Regions from separate parts of the Hordeum vulgare genome. Here region 1 is linked to region 2. Evidence: chromatin contacts called from public Hi-C data. All regions are on one chromosome and are shown on one strand. Each heading gives the region's core, a stretch centred on a gene start, on an enhancer-like site or on the middle of the called end of the contact. The rest is flanking DNA. Distances are from core to core; before and after follow the strand shown. Region 1 holds the start of LOC123403510. Region 2 has its middle 140 kb from the start of LOC123403510.

The links. A called contact is a pair of places that touch in the nucleus more often than the background predicts.
Region 1: a Hi-C map of leaf shows a contact between it and region 2, with 5 times the contacts expected there. The contact joins the promoter of LOC123403510 here to the enhancer-like site in region 2. A contact is called at or near these places in 3 of 6 Hi-C or Micro-C datasets (leaf and seedling).

What each region holds. Positions count from the first base shown.
Region 1 is chr6H:314,776,944-314,781,259 of MorexV3_pseudomolecules_assembly, forward strand. It overlaps LOC123403510, which reads left to right and starts at 2,086. Exons shown (of 2, transcript XM_045097441.1): 1 at 2,086-2,378.
Region 2 is chr6H:314,639,013-314,642,876 of MorexV3_pseudomolecules_assembly, forward strand. No RefSeq gene overlaps it. Among protein-coding and RNA genes, the nearest start is that of LOC123403510, 140 kb to the right of the region's middle. Within about 2 kb of position 2,364, at least 3 of the 3 cell types and tissues checked have open chromatin away from gene starts, as enhancers often do. A contact at or near this core is called in leaf and seedling, where this site is marked.

The sequences.
Region 1 (4,316 bases), core at 836-3,335, 140 kb after region 2:
TCCCCCTCCTCCTCCTTCCCTCACCGCGCGGATCCGTCGGCCGCCCCTCCTCCTCCTCCCCTCGCTGCGCGGATCCATTGGCGGCGGGTCTCTGGCGCGTTGGCGGCTCGGCTTCGACCGGCACCATCAGAGGGAGCAGACAAACGCGATGGCGGGATCATAGAGGAGGTCTGGGGCGCGGTGGCGTCGTGGGGCAGCGTTCCGACGAGGCAGGGACGACCGTAGGTCGGAGATGGACGGATCCCTCCATTTCCCAGCCAAATCCGGCGGCAGCTTGATGTCCTGCGAGATGGAGCTCGCGGAGCGCGACCATGGCTCCATGGGGTAGCTCCGGAAGAAAAGAGAAAGAGAGATGGGGCAGTGAGGAGGAGGAGAGGGAGAGAGAGCACATGAAGGAGAGGGAGAGAGAGAGCACGTGAAGGAGAGGGAGAGGGCAGCGGGGCACCGGCCTGCTGGAGGCGCCGGCGGTGATCGGAGCTCCTGGAGGTGGCGGGGTCGGCGAGGCGCTGGCGGCAGGCGAGGCCATGGCTGCACGCGCAGCCAGCGGCGGGTAGGTGCAGGTCGCGACGTGTGGGGCTGCGGTTGCGGGCTCCGGGGCATCTAGTGGCGACTACACGAGGTGTGTGGTGGGGGAGGCGAGGAGCGGTGCCGAAGTGTGGAGCCACGGCTAGATGTAGGCGCTGGGAGAAGAGAGCGAGAGGAGCGAGAGGCGGTCGGGCAAAGGAGACCGCCAAGCCGCGATTGGCCGCGGTTGCTCTTCTTATCAATTAGTACCACCTTGCCTTTTTGCAAACACAACCATGAATTTATATACATGTTCAAGTTACCCGTCATCAATCACCTTAATAAGTCGGCTTGGAAATTGATGATCGAAAGATAACGAGTGGGTGCCCAGAAAGGAAGTATTGAAGCAAGGAAGGATCTTCGAAATAAGAAAAAAAAGAAAAAAAATGGTGATCGAAGGATAACGAGTGAGTGTCCAGAAAGGTAGGATTGAAGCAAGGAAGGATCTTCGAAAGAAGAAGAAAATAAAACATGAAGGATAAATATGGTGGGCAATTAAACAAGGAGGAATCAGTACTACATGTGGGATAATTAAGAGACGAGATTCCCTAATGAATGCTTAAGAAATATGGTGGGCAATTAAAAGGGGAAATGAAGAAATATTCCTTCCTAAGACATGCTTGCATTGAAAAAAAAATTGTAGCTAGTTGATTAAATTTTTATGTGTGCAATGACCATATTACGTGCTCTACGTCTATCCCTTCTAAGAAGACAACATACACGACGAAACATCACATTTCAACTGAAGGCTGCATTTATGAAAGTGAAGAAGCTCGCTACCTAGGTACATGATGATCCACTAGAGACGGGGAAGGAGATGTTCATAACAAACTCGGACGAGTAAACGGGACGGACGAAAATAAGTTGAAGCATGAGCCATGTGGCAATGTCTCTCATTGCAACGCACGGCATTTGTGCTAGTATTGATTAAAAAATTATATTTTTCTTAATGGCCCTGTATTTAAAACCAGTAATAGAAGCTTCTGCGAATCATGTTTCTTCGTTCCCCCTCAACAACAACAAGAAAAAAAAATCATGTTTCTTCGTTAAGGAAGTAGAATGAAAAATGAGTACCAACAACACAAGATCCTTCACTGGTTGGATGGTCCTTAGACCTCGAGTTCCCAAACCTGAGAAACTCGTGAAACGTCAAATCTCATAGGCGTTGTACACAATTAGGATCAAAACAATGACTTGCCTGCCTTTAACCTGACTCGTACGTACTACTAGTAATCATCCCCCGCAAAAAAAAAAAAAAAAAAAAAAAAAAAAAAAAAAAACTTGACTAGTAATCAGATGCAGATGCTGAAGACATCGCCATCAAATTTCCGCCTCAAATTACCTACCCAACGTGCTGTCACACTTGCACAAAAGCAAACACTCCTGGGAAGGAAGAAGAATCCACCATAGCGGGGGCCCTCGCGAAGCGTACCCCAACGAAATGTGCACCATACAAACAATGAGAGGGAGATCGGCCAATCAGGCAGTCATTTAAGCCAGCTCGGCTGCGCCGCGGGCCGAGCGGAGCCAGGTACTAGGTGCGTGCGTGCGTGGAAAAGAAAGCGCCGTGTGGGAGGCCAACCGGCACCGTCATGTGACGTAGCGGTAGCGCACCCACGAGGATACAACCAGACTCCATCGGCCTGATACCATATACACGCGCCCTCCCTCCTTGTCTAACAGAATCTCTCTCCCTCCAACCCCCCTCTCTCTCTCTCTCCAACAAAACAGAATCTCTCTCTCTCTCTTTCTCTCTCTCTGCGCAAAGACAGCAGGGTCTCCTCCTCCATCTCCTCCATTGAGATAGATCCTAGGTGATTCCCCGCCCTTCTCCCTGAGCAGCCTCTTCTTACCTCCTCCAGGATTTGGTGCTCTGCTCCGTCTTGCTTTCCTTTCCGTTCCTTGTTTGTTTGCTTGCGTGTTTCTTGTCCGACTGTCCATACATATTCCCTTGGCGAATGGATTCTTGATTCAGAGAGTCCCGCCCCCTTCATCGATTGTTTTGAGGTTTCTGCACTGGATGTTGTGATTATGGGAATTCAGCCGTATAAGCTTACTTAGATCTCATTTCCCCTCTTCTTTAATCGGTGGGATTTCGTTTACAATTGGGTTTATCCACATCCACGGTTATATATGATGAGTATGTGGTAGGAGCAAACAGCTCTATATTTTTCTCTCCCTTTTGTTCAGGTGGTACACAGCTAAGGTACGGTTTGCTATTCGATCTTGCTAGCAGATATGGCAAGCCACAGTGTTTTGTTTCCTTCCATTTTAGAGTAGATCATAGTTTGTCCTGTGTTTTCATTTTAGAGTACATCATATATAATTTTTCCATTATAATTCCACTGGGTCGTTTCTTGTAAGTAGGGTAAAAATTGTCTTGCCCTGTGTCTCTTTCAAGTCGTCTCAGGACATGTCTCACATATGGTACCACCTAGTCCTGCTAGAGTACCAATTTCTTGGGTAGAGAACCGCCAATCTGTCTCGTCTCTCGTGTAAGCCAACGTGTGGTCAAGGTGACCTCGGCTAGATTTGGAGTTACAAAGGTAGCATCCCCTAACTCTGGTGCTCTTTCCCACGGCAACAAATCCTGGAACATCAGACCGTCTAGTAAACTGAATAAACACTTCGAATTATCCTGATAATTTCAAAAAAACTTCGAATTATCCTTGAAAATATGCGTGTGGTTATGAATGTTGACCATGCAAGATGGTTCTACTTGGAGGGGTAATATTTTAAAGCTGTAGCTATTAGGTACGACTTGGACTAACCTAACCAAATCCGCTAGTTATATAATACGGTGTGTTTCGCAGATTTATCGATCGGTATGAACTAGGGGATTTTATTGCGTGATTCTGTCATCTGCTCAATAGGGGTCGAGAGGATTCGCTGTCATAAAGGTTCAAATATTGCACAAATTGCTCGACTAAATTTAGCCTACCAGTATGTGGCTCCTATGCAAAGGAGGCTTTGACTTATTCTATTGTGTGCTTGACACGCCCTTTTATGTCATGATATTCTGACGATAGAGGATTCTTTTTGGTGAAAAGAGAGCTTTCATTAATCAAATATGCTATGGTACAATTGGCATCCTGTCTACCAAATAAGTTCATTTGTGCCAGTTTGTTATACCTTCCCATCCACTTTCTATGAACCATGTAAGGATTTGGATTCGCCGAAAAGGAACTTCAATTTTGCAAGGAGGTTTTGATTGATTTTTTTTGGTCATATCCAGTCATTCCTAACTTTTGGATCTCCGTACTCATTTCACTTCTCTGGTCAAGTTGAACTGCATCTCATGAATATTCACTCTACCACAGACCTTTGTTTGTCTACTAGTACTAGTTTAGTCCTCCTTTGAATGATTGTGTTAGATTCCAAGATTTTCTGTGGTTCGAGTGGAGCCAGATCAAATCAGACCAGTGGGACGACCACGGCCCCACAAAAAAAAAACAAGCAGGCAGGGCAGGTTCTTGTAGCCTCAAAAAAACAGGCAGGCAGGGCAGAGTAGTTTGAGCAACTTAACATCCTCTTCACGAGCCAATCTTCACGAGCCAATGATTTATTCTTTTAGGAAGTTGTGTGCTGGTTAAACTGGTAACTCTTTTTTGTTTTTATTTTTGTTATGAGAAATTCCTGATTTGTTCTTTCAGTTGATCGGCACTGGTTTATTCCAATATGCATTTAATATTGCTTTTTTAGAGTCATGTTAAGTTCTACTCCCTCTGTATCATAATATTTGTTGTTGAGGA
Region 2 (3,864 bases), core at 1,114-3,613:
ATGGACATCACCATGATAGGTCTTCGTGCGCGTAGGAAATTTTTTGTTTCCCATGCGACGTTCCCCAACAATTACACCGCGTGACATTTCCCGTAGGGATAGACACAACAACAAAGAAGCATACATGCCGGTCAATCAATGTGTCCAGAGCAGTAGCAAGCTACCAAGGCTCAGTGGAAGCACAAAGAGGCATTTCCCTGTAAAGAAGGCTACTAAAGTCATACAACTAGGTGCCGAATCCCACACATACCAATTCATTTCAAAGCATACACACAATATGCATGATAAGTATAGATACAACATGGCATCACAACACAACTCTACAACTCAAGTATTTATTAAAGACTCATAAGAATCAACACAGTGTGATATTACAAATAGGGGTCACATGACCCAACACTCAAGTCATACAAGTGTCAAGCGGAAGCATAATATGTTTGCGTATAGACATCTACTAAAAGTGGCTGGAGGAGCGTGAAAATCTACAACGACCCTACCAAAGGAGCCAGACCTCTGTCTCGGATTACCAAGCTATTCCGGTTAACATTGAACACATCGCGTAGAGATAATAGTGAGGCTAAGGTCTCATCTGCAAAAGCATAAATAAGAAACCGTGAGTACAAAGGTACTCATCAAGAATTACATCAGAACTATTACATATGCAACAATGTCAGCAAAGTGGTTGTGGAGTTTAATTGCAGCAAGCTAGCTTTGACTCTTGGCTAACCAGTACTACGACCACGAACACTTTCTCTGAGGTGGGGTAGCGCACACGAGTCCACATATTCACCAAATCAATACACCACTATGGATCCATTCCCGTCTCCCTTCGAAAATGCCATCCATAGCACTCAAGCTTATCTTGCGTATTTTAGAGTATCCATTTCAAGTTTTCTATGTACCACATAATGTTTCCAAGTAGTCCATATCCGAGGACGCGACTATTCGAACAGATTAATTCACCCTGCAGGGGTATACTTCTTCACACACGCTCTCACTACTTATCACCATATGCACGTCATGCATCCCGACAACCTTCAAGCGCAAGCACTGGCGTGGGCGTCGGCCACGACCATTAATCACACAAGACACTAGTCCAGGTTTATCACCTATTTGAGACTGAACCAGCAAGGAAGTCCGGCTGAAGTTTCCTCTACAACCTCAAACGATTTGTGCAGGGTTCCACAAGCCCACCATCCGGGTGCCACTTGGTACACCGTGCCACTGTGGATCTACCGCACTGAAGCCTACCCCGTCGGGCAGAGCTAAACACGACTGCCAACACTTTTCCTACAAACACTAGAAACTAGTTGCAACTCCTAGACAGAGATCTAGGCGTTCAATAATTCAAGAGGGTCAATTAAGCATCCCAATGTGTGGTAGTATCTTGTCTTGGATAACATACACAAAACACAGTTCTTTAGGACGGTCCCAATGAAACAACCCGTCATGTATTCCTACATGGCCTCTCATTGCTACCTTTACCAAACCGGATTCACACACCTAACTCTCACACAGTAGGACATGAAGACAACCATTCTGATTCATCATCCACATGGATCAGACCAGACACGAGTCTAAGCAAGCAGGCATAGTAAGCAAGCATGGATGAGTAGGCACATCAAAGCTCAAGGAGTTGCTACTCATGCTAAGTGGTTTCAACTATTTACTGTGGCAAAAAACAGGTCATGCAGAGGAATGGGTTCAACTACGGAAACATGTAGCAATTGAATCATCATTGTCCTAATGCAGTAAAAGAGAGCAGGAGTGAGAGAGTGGGTTTATATCAGTATGCTCAGGAGGGTTGCTTGCCTGACAGTTCTGAAGATAGTACTTCTCTTCATTAATTTCAACGATCACATCGTCGGAACCATCGTCTATCAATAAGGAACAACACCTACAAAACAAGAAAAGAACACATTTAATGCAATGTAGCCAACATAATGTATGATATGGCATGTTAAGGTAGTGAATTCTCTTAGCTAAATATTTGGTCATATTAATTGAAGTGGAATTCAACTAGACATCAAATTCCAATTCCAAACTATTTATCAAATTGGTCCTAATCATGAAATTTTCTACTTGATGATGTTAACTTGTTTAAACATGCATGAACATGGGCTAAACAGATTCATTACATTTTTCTGGTAATTTTTTATATATAATTTATTTTTATTGGAGTTATAGATTATTTTCTATGAATTTTAGAAGTTTTAGGTATTGTCTGGAATTTCTAGAATAGTTTTAAAATCAGAAAATCAACAACCGCATCAGCATTAGGTCATCATGACGATAGCTGGTCAACACGCTGGGTCCAGGTCAAACCTAACGTGTGGGCTCCACACATCAGTGACACAGATGCTAATGGGTTTTAACTAAGACCTATCTAGATTTATTAACAGGCTAGGGCCCGCCTGTCATGCTCACGGGAGATTAATTAAGTGGCAGCTACCACTAAGCTAATCACCTGACACATGGGGCCCGGTGGTCAGTGCCTCAGAGCTTTAACTAATCGTGTTTTAACCCTAAACTAATGACGCCATGTCATATAACCAACGTTCAGCTGGAGTTAGCCGCCGGCGACCACCAGATGTGGCGAAGGCCGTCAGAGAACCTCCTATGGTGCATCGTTTGGCGCGTGGTTGGGTGCTATGGAACGCTGGCGTTGCGGAGCGTGGTTGGGTGCTAAGGAACGCTGGCGTTGCGGCTCGTCAGATGGTGGTGGTTGTCGGGCCAGGAGTGGCCGGAATCAACGGGGACGAGATCAAAGGCGGCAGTCGAAGATCGAGACTTGGCGGTTTCGGCGTTGTGGTGCACAACACGGGTAACGGCTAGCACCAAACAATTCTACGCACACACGTGAACCCAACAGGTACGCGCACGGGACCCGAAGGTCACCGGAGCTGTGCCGGCGACGAGCTCGGCGACAACGTACTACGGTCAGCAAGGGGGCGACGTCTATGGCTAGGGACAAGCCATGGGGTTAGGGGGTTCGACGCATGAGCTCACACTGGGCTGGATGAGACAAACGGCGAGCTCGGGGAGGCGCACATGGCTGCAAATCGTCGGAGAGGAGCGCCGGCGCCGGGGCTTGAAGACGATGTCGATGGAGACGACAGAGGTCTCCTTTGGTTGCTTGGCTCAGTGAGGAGGTCGGGGACGATGTTTCGGTTCTTCTGTACACGGGGGAAGTGCAAGGGGGACTCGATGGCTACCGGGGCGACGACAGCGAGTCAGCGATGGCTTTGGCCATGGCGACATGAGCGTGAGGGAGAGGCGAGGGGGAAGAGAGAGGGGGTCGGCTCGATCGGGACGACTCCCGAGAAGCTATCCACAAGGAGGACGTGGAGGGGGACGCAGGCATGCAGCTGCGGCGTGGCGCACGGAGCGTGCGCGTGCGTCGGCCACGCGCTCGTCCTCCTGTCCAAAGGAAGGAGACGACTGGCTCGCCAGCTCGGCTGGGCTGCATAGAACTAGGCCGAGGTAAGCGCGAGGTAGTTTTTTTTTTATTTCCTTCTGTTTTCTATTTCTGCAACTATTTTGGATTTGATTTTTAGATCAAACCATTTTGTAAAATTCTCAAAATTTATATGTGGACTAAGTGGAATTATCCAATGCTACATAATAAATCTAAGGGACATTGGACGAGTATTTCATTTATAGGAAATATATACCCAATGCAAATAGTAGTTAAATTAATTCAAATTCCTAAGATATGTTTCTGTGATTCCAAAAATATTGATTTGAATTTTAACTCATGCCAATATTTTATTAGAATGTGAGGGACATTTTCTTGGTTTGAAGCAATTTTTAATTTGCTTATTTGAAAAAAAATCTATGAGGCTTGATAATTCCTCATTTCAA